2 separate regions of the Zea mays genome follow, and region 1 is linked to region 2. Evidence: chromatin contacts called from public Hi-C data. All regions are on one chromosome and are shown on one strand. Each heading gives the region's core, a stretch centred on a gene start, on an enhancer-like site or on the middle of the called end of the contact. The rest is flanking DNA. Distances are from core to core; before and after follow the strand shown.

The links. A called contact is a pair of places that touch in the nucleus more often than the background predicts.
Region 1: a Hi-C map of leaf shows a contact between it and region 2, with 6 times the contacts expected there. The contact joins the promoter of LOC100383017 here to the promoter of LOC100286371 in region 2. A contact is called at or near these places in 7 of 25 Hi-C or Micro-C datasets (ear, leaf, leaf mesophyll and 1 more) and 1 of 3 datasets of contacts at active chromatin or transcription factors (seedling).

What each region holds. Positions count from the first base shown.
Region 1 is chr6:139,026,031-139,030,173 of Zm-B73-REFERENCE-NAM-5.0, reverse strand. It overlaps LOC100383017 (PRP38 family protein), which reads left to right and starts at 1,546. Exons shown (of 5, transcript NM_001175696.1): 1 at 1,546-1,702; 2 at 2,567-2,927; 3 at 3,352-3,432; 4 at 3,511-3,582. The coding sequence starts at 2,640.
Region 2 is chr6:138,883,137-138,886,843 of Zm-B73-REFERENCE-NAM-5.0, reverse strand. It overlaps LOC100286371 (60S ribosomal protein L13), which reads left to right and starts at 2,098. Exons shown (of 5, transcript NM_001159258.1): 1 at 2,098-2,178; 2 at 2,500-2,633; 3 at 3,213-3,346. The coding sequence starts at 2,525.

The sequences.
Region 1 (4,143 bases), core at 297-2,796, 140 kb before region 2:
CTGTAACCCTGCTTTATGAGAATATTCCGGGGATAACCTAGGCGCCTGAGGGCACATGCGTCCTTAACTCAGGATGCTGGGCACTCAGGTACCTATAAATACCCCCGCACAGTACCCTTGAGAGGCTAGATTAACAGAGCTATTGCCATCTCGAATTGAAACCTTGTTTACGTTGCTTTTACTCTCCCGTTGGATCAACTTGCCCAAGAGAGCAAGTTCCAACACCAGCCTCGTGAGTAGTCCCGCATTTTCCTCTCTCTACTTTACCTTTCGTGCACGTGATGGTTGTGGAACCCGTGGATCATGGTGAAAAATGATCAGCATAAATTAATCTAAGTACACATGAATGACATTTTACATGAATTAATATATACACAATAATCCTAGATAATTGATTTCCTAATTAATATACATTCAAGAATTTGTCCTAGTTAATTACGTCATGTTCAAATTATATGCAAAAGAGTAAATAAATATGGTACTTTATGGATTTTGTTAACATTGCAGATATAGAGGATAAAATTTAGAGAACGTTGTTGGAGATGGAAACAATATAGAGAATAGAGTCTTTTAGAGAGTGTTGTAAATGATATGAAATATTTCTTTAGAGGATGGAATTTAGGGCACACCGTTGGAGACAATATAATAGTAAAGATATAGAGATTATCATCAAATCAAATGAAAATTGTGAAAAAAAATGATCCAACTCGCTTGCTTCACTTCTCTCTCCTATTAGAGCATCTCCAACAACGTGACTTATAAAAATGCCCTATAATTTAAAAATGATTATATATTTTATAGAATTTAGGGCAAAAAAAACATTCCACTCTATCAGTAAAGTCTCAAATCTAGATTATAAGGAAGCGCGCTACAGTGTAGTATATTTAAGGCACTTAAGAGAGTGCCCTATAAATTTTTGACTAAATTTTATGAAATGATACACTGTTAGAGTAGTTTTCCTTATAGAGCCTCATATTTAAATTTGAGTCACCAGTTTAAGATATTGTTGGAGATGCTTTGGGAGGGTTTCACTTAAATAATTTCATCTTCGATTTTCTAGCTTCTCCATAAAACAACTCCAACAAATTGTTAAAATAGGCTCGAGAAGTGTTTGACTTGCACATAGACTTCAACTTCTACAATACAATTGATTAGTGGCTGTCATGAGTTATGTAACTAGTGGCGTGGTAAGTAATTTTCATGCAACTTTACGAGATGATATAAAAACAGTTGTTGTGAAACAATCTTTGAGGAGCTTCAAAAAATCTTTAAGCTAGAGATATAAGTATTTAGAAAACATTTAGATAAATTATTTTATTTATTATTTAGATTAAACATATTTTTAAAATTAATTAAATTAATATTATAAACTACAGTAAAGCTAAATCTGGTTTGAATGAAAGAATAAAGCTCTCCCAAACAAATCCGAGAGGAGCAAACTGAACTGAAAAATATATAAAATACAGGCACGGCCGCCTCGCATCGCGGCCCTTAACGGAACAATACTTATCTTTTTCCCTGCCCCCGCGGCCGCCGCCCCGAACGCGCACGCCTCCTCCGCCGAAGCCAAGCAAACCACCGACCTCGACGGAGTCTTCTAGCCGTCACCCTCGTTGTCGCCCTGCTCCTCCTCTCAGCCGGTCCGGCCGGCGGCGTGGCGTGAAGATCAATCCGGACCCGGAACGAGTTCCCTCTTTTGCTGGTAATAAGGAAACCCTAGCTTGCTTTTGCATGGGTTGTTGTAGGATCTAGTCCCGTTTTACGTGCTCTTCTATCGAACCGTGAGGAGCCTCCTGGTGGATTTCACTCGCCCGGTTTGCTCCTTATTTTGTTTTCCGTATCGATTCGATTGGTAGGCGATGGTAGCGGTTTATTCCTAGAGATTTTGCGCGCGTTGAATCCGCTACGACCTCGGGCCGTTTCTGATGGAATTGGTTTGCTACGGACTTGTTTTTTGTTGTGCTAGATAGAATCGTAAGAGGTGTTTAATTGGGTTAGGGCTATGCGAATGGCAAACATCTGCAGCAGCATCCCTACCATAGTAAACGGTGAAGAATTCGTCTGGTTTACTTGGGTCAGGGTTACATATATGCATAACCATTATATTGGTGGAAGATCTTAGTACTTCATGAATTCTTGTAGGCTACTCATGCTCAAATGGGTTACGCAGGTTACTATATAGGCCTTGTATAATTGATAATTCAATCATTTGGATATGTACCATGAGGTAAATATGAGTTAGGATCTAATGAAAATAATGCTATATTTTTAACTGTGAGTTGAATTTTGATGTGAATGTAAATATGGTGTCGTTAATTATTCTTCACTAGTATGAGCACAGTGGAAAGCGATGCAAGTTTAAATTGGCATGTTGGGGGCAATGTGGTGGTTTCAGCCATAGGCCAAGGAAAGGGACCATTTTTCACTAGATAGATTGCTTGTATAGAAACAAATGATCTGTCATCTGTATATGGCTATATGCTCACCCTATTGTTTAGCAGAAATTCATTCGTTCACTCCTTGGTTTTGCTGTACCTTTCTTATTCCCTGACTTTACTGTGTGCAGGTTACATAAACTTTGGAATAGGAGGATATCCCATATTGATCTTTGTGATTGAGATTGATTTTTTTTCTGGAAAATGGAGATACAAACTTCAGGGAAGCCCATTGATGTGCTGATGGAGAAGGTTCTTAGCATGAACATTCTGTCTTCTGATTACTTTAAGGAGCTCTATAGGTTGAAAACCTATCATGAGGTCATCGATGAGATCTACAACACTGTCAAACATGTGGAGCCTTGGATGACTGGCAATTGCAGAGGCCCCTCCACTGCATTCTGTCTTCTATACAAGTTCTTTACCATGAAGCTTACTGTCAAACAGATGCACGGTTTGTTGAAGCATCCTGACTCCCCACACATTAGAGCTGTAAGTTTCTGTTTCCTGCCCTTCTGTTTGCTGATGCTGAATGTCTTGCTTCATGGCCCTGTATCTATTCATTAGGCATGAGGTTAGTGTATGAATCTATATGTTTATTGGGATGATTATAAAACTTATTTCGGAAGTATTTTTTGCAATGAAAAATCTTACATTCCTTGCGAATCACTTGTACATAATTTTGTGCTTACATTTTGGTTATAGCCACTAACGGTCCGACAACTTGTTTCTTTGGATGGACTTGTGGCTGAATTTCTTGGTCCTAGGACACGGGGATGACAAAGTTTGCAAGAAGTTCATAGTGTACCAGTCTGTGCTTTGGAGTTGTGAGCATTTTGTTTTTTTTGTCTTTACTAAGCCTGTTAAATACTAAAATATTTTGTGTCGAATGACTGTTTTGCGCTATTTGGTGCAGATTGGTTTCTTGTATCTTCGGTATGTTGCAGACCCAAAGGTTCTTTGGATGTGGTATGAGCCCTATTTGAGGGATGATGAGGTACATGGTACTTTTCCCACTTTTTTAGAACTGTTGAGTATGAACCAGAGCTGAATCATTTGCATTTATTTAACGCAGGAGTTCTCCCCCGGATCTAATGGCCGCAAGACAACCATGGGTGTTTATGTGCGTGATCTTATACTTGGACAGGTCTGTTTCTTAACTTCTGCATTCAGAATGGAAATAAGCACACTGTTTTTACAATCAATTTCTGTGCCCACATTTTCATTTGCTTCCTAGAGTTTTTGGTTTTCTGCTGGCCACCTTGATTTATGATAATGTTTGCACTAAATTAACGATAAAGTGATACATATTTATGATACATACATTGCTATAACTCATGATGACATTTACCATAATGTTATAGTAAATCACTTAGGAGGGAGTTACAATATCTTGTAAATTAGTATAGCTGTTATCGCAATAACCAACTACAGAATATATATACACACACACACACATTATACACACACATGTCACCTTAGGTGAAGCTTCACCCAGCCAGTAATAATCAATAATTACTGAATAACCTTAAATAATAATTACTGAGTGGGTGAAGCTTCACCTAGGGTGACAAATAGCGCTGGCATCCCATACCGGATTATGATTATGTTATGACCGGCATCCCATACTGCCGTCGCAACACAAGAGTTTGTTTAGGTTGTTAGTCTCGGATAGAGTTTGTTCAGGTTGTTAGTCTCGGATAGAGTT
Region 2 (3,707 bases), core at 849-3,348:
TATGTCGCTTCGACTGCTGTGCCACTCGACAGAGTGAGGCTGACAGCAGCTAAGTCCAGCCTCGGGCGCCATAGGAAGCTCCGCCTCGCCCGACCCCAGGGCTCGGGCTCAATCTCGACGCTGGAAGATGGACTTCGCCTCGCTCGACCCCAGGGCTCGGACACAGCCTCGGCTCCGGAAGACGACGGACTCCGCCTCGCCCGACCCTAGGGCTCGGACACAGCCTCGGCTCCGGAAGACGACGAACTCTGCCTCGCCCGACCCCAGGGCTCGGACACAGCCTCGGCCTCGGAAGACGGTCTCCGCCTCGCGCCGACCAGGGGCTCGGACTCGACCTCGACCTCGGAAGACAGACTCGACCTCGACCTCGGAGGAGCCTCTGCCTCGCCCGACCTAGGGCTCGGACCGACCACGACACAGGGGGGGCATCATTACCCTACCCCTAGCTAGCTCAGGCTACGGGGAACAAGACCGGCGTCCCATCTGGCTCGCCCCGGTAAACAAATAATGATGGCGCCCTGCGTGCTCCATGACGACGACGGCTCTCAGCCCCTTACGGAAGCAAGGAGACGTCAGCAAGGATTCGACAGCCCCGGCAGCTATCCTTCCGCAGGGCTCCAGCTCTCCTCCGACGGCCACGACATCACATGAACAGGGTGCCAAAACCTCTCCGACTGCCACGACGGCATGCACTTAGGGCTCTAGCTCCTGTCTGCTAGACACGTTAGTACACTGCTACACCCCCATTGTACACCTGGACCCTCTCCTTACGTCTATAAAAGGAAGGTCCAGGGCTCTCGCACGAGAAGGTTGGTCGCGCGGGAGAACGGGCCGGCGCATAAGGCTCTCCCACGTGGACGCTTGTAACCCCCTACTGCAAGCGCACCCGACCTGGGCGCAGGGCAACACGAAGGCCGCGGGATTCCCCTTTGCCTGTCTTCTTCCCCCCTTCGTGCTCCGTCTCGCGCCGACCCATCTGGGCTGGGACACGCGGCGACAATTTACTCGTCGGTCCAGGGACCCCCCGGGGTCGAAACGCCGACACCCCTCTTCGTTGCCCCTTGGCCCATTCGCTCGCCACAGCCCACCAGCGCGCTTTCCCCCCCCCCCCCCGGCCTGCTTCGGCGGCCCAGCCGCGCGGCAGCCCCGCGCCCCAAACCCTAGGTCACGCCCTCCCTAGCCGTCGCGCCCCCAGCCCCGCCCGTGGCCCCGCCTGGTTGGCCTGTCCGCGCCCCGCGCGCCCATGGCTCAGCCATGCCCCGCGCCCCAGCGCCCGCGCGCTCGCTCGCGTGCCATCGTCGCTGCACGCGCGCAGCCGCGCGCTCGCCCAGCTGCCGCCGCCGCTGGCTGTGGGGGCCTACCTGCCTAGCTGGGTCCGTGACGTGCTATTCATCTTCCCCAACTGCCCACGCCCACGACCTCCCACTCAAGCACCGGGACGCGTTTATCTCCTCCTCCTTCCCCAAACCGTCGGCCCCGCTCCCTTCGTCCCTCCCTGTTGGCCGAGTTGCGTCGTCGTACGTCGCCAACTCGCAGCCGCGCGCAGCACCTTCCTCCTCCCTCTCCCTCATCCCGCCGGCGTCGTCCCTCTGCTCGCGTGCCCTTTCCCGGCGCGAGCGCATCCCTGCGCAGTGGCCTGACTAGTTCTCCTACCCCGCCGTGCTCTGTGGGTCTCACGTCTAGCGCCCGCGCAGCGCTCTCTCAGCTACTTCCCTGTGGATCCAACACCCGTGCAGCCAGCTACTGCACCTGTACAGCACACGATCCCGTCCGTGCAGCAACCACACCGAGCAAAAAAGTAGTGCAGAGCGAGCATTCGAATCCACGCACCCTACTCCAAAAATTTGGGGCTAACCACCAGACCTCACGTCTCCTAGTGTTTAGAAATAAACAATAATTATATTTAAATAAATATCTCAATAACTATTTATATGATATATAAAAGTCGTATCAAAGTATGGGCAAGTTATTATTCTAATATATAAAATTTGTAGCAATGCACAAATAACTCACTAATGTATATTTAAACAACCTGTGGAGGATGGCCCGTTAATCTTGTGTGATAGGAATGGCGGCCCGTCAGCCCACGGCACCCCCGATCCCAATAAGCACCGAACCCTATAGCCCAAAACTTCCTCCACTTCACGCCCCTCCGCCGCCGCCGCGTCTCCTCTGCAGGTACGCTAGCTTGCTACATTCCCTCCTGCGCCGCCGTCCCCCGCAACGTTCTGTGGGTGGATGGGGCGCTCGTTTCTTCTGGATGACAAGCCGATGCACGCGCGTATCTTGCTGCGCGAAGGGTTGGGGTTCTGGATTGATTGGTTAGCAGTAGGCTATGTGGTGCACATGATTGAATTATTGGTGGTGTGCCTGGTGTGTTTATGTGCGTTTAATGACCATGCCTGCTTTGATATCGTGCTGCTGGGCTAACGAGGATGGAGCTTTGGCGGCTCCGTTTGTTGTTCAGCTGGATGACGTGGTTATTGCATTGACGTGCAGGTAAGAAGGTAAGGAAGAGGGCGAAATGGTGAAGCACAACAACGTTATCCCCAACGGGCACTTCAAGAAGCACTGGCAGAACTATGTCAAGACATGGTTCAACCAGCCCGCCCGCAAGCAGAGGCGCCGCATCGGTTAGCTCTTCTGTGCTTACCCTCTTTCAGCCTTCCAATATGTTGCGTGCTTGAATTCAAGACTTAGTTGTTTACAGATAGTTTGCCATGCCCTGCAAATTTCAATACTCTCTCTCTCAATGCCGTCGATAATAAATCTGTGCAAGTACTAATTTGTTGCAATTTAGTTCATTTGGGCTTGTATTGGGTTGCTCAGTTGGTGGTAAAAGGATACTGTTGGTCAATTAGTTAGCTGTTTCTTGTCCCTACAACGACACCTTGTAAGGACGATGTTAGCTACTTATTTGTCTTTACCTTCATTGATGTTTGTGTCATGTTACTTCATTAGTTTCTTATTTAGTTGATACACTAGTACCAATCATGATGCCACGAGATGCTAATTGGCTTCTGCATGTATCTGATCTGATGTACTACTGTTGTGATATCAATGAACAAATCAAAATAAAAGTTGCCTTCCTTTACTCAATTGTTTCACTCAGGTTGCTTCTTTGCCGACCACTTGTTATGTGTAATTTCTCCCTTATCTTTCTCATGATTACTAACAGCTTTCTACTTTGACCCTGCTACGTTATTATGCAGCTCGTCAAAAGAAGGCTGTGAAGATATTCCCACGCCCAACTGCTGGCCCTCTTCGCCCCATTGTGCAATGCCAGACTCTCAAGTACAACATGAAGTCGAGGGCTGGGAGAGGATTTACCCTTGAGGAGCTGAAGGTGATGCATTGCTTTGCCATTGTCTTTCCATTTGAGTTCTATTGAGCCATGTTGCTTTCTTGAATGTTCTAGTTTGTTTTTATTGGTGTTCTGGAACAATCTGCTGTTGTGTGTATACAATTTGTATGGCACTTGTTAATTTGTGTGTGAACTGCTCTGCTGATGTTTGGAATTTTTTGTAGTCAAGTAGTTTTCCTTCCCTATTCCGAGTATCAGCATGGTGTTTACGTTTTGTTTCAGATGTGGCTTGATTGGCATAAGTTTTCTGTTGATCCTCATTCAGCTACCTTCTGACAAGCCACTCTTTTCATCGATGTATCGTGTTACATCCTTGGTGCTGATGATTAGAGTTAATCTCATC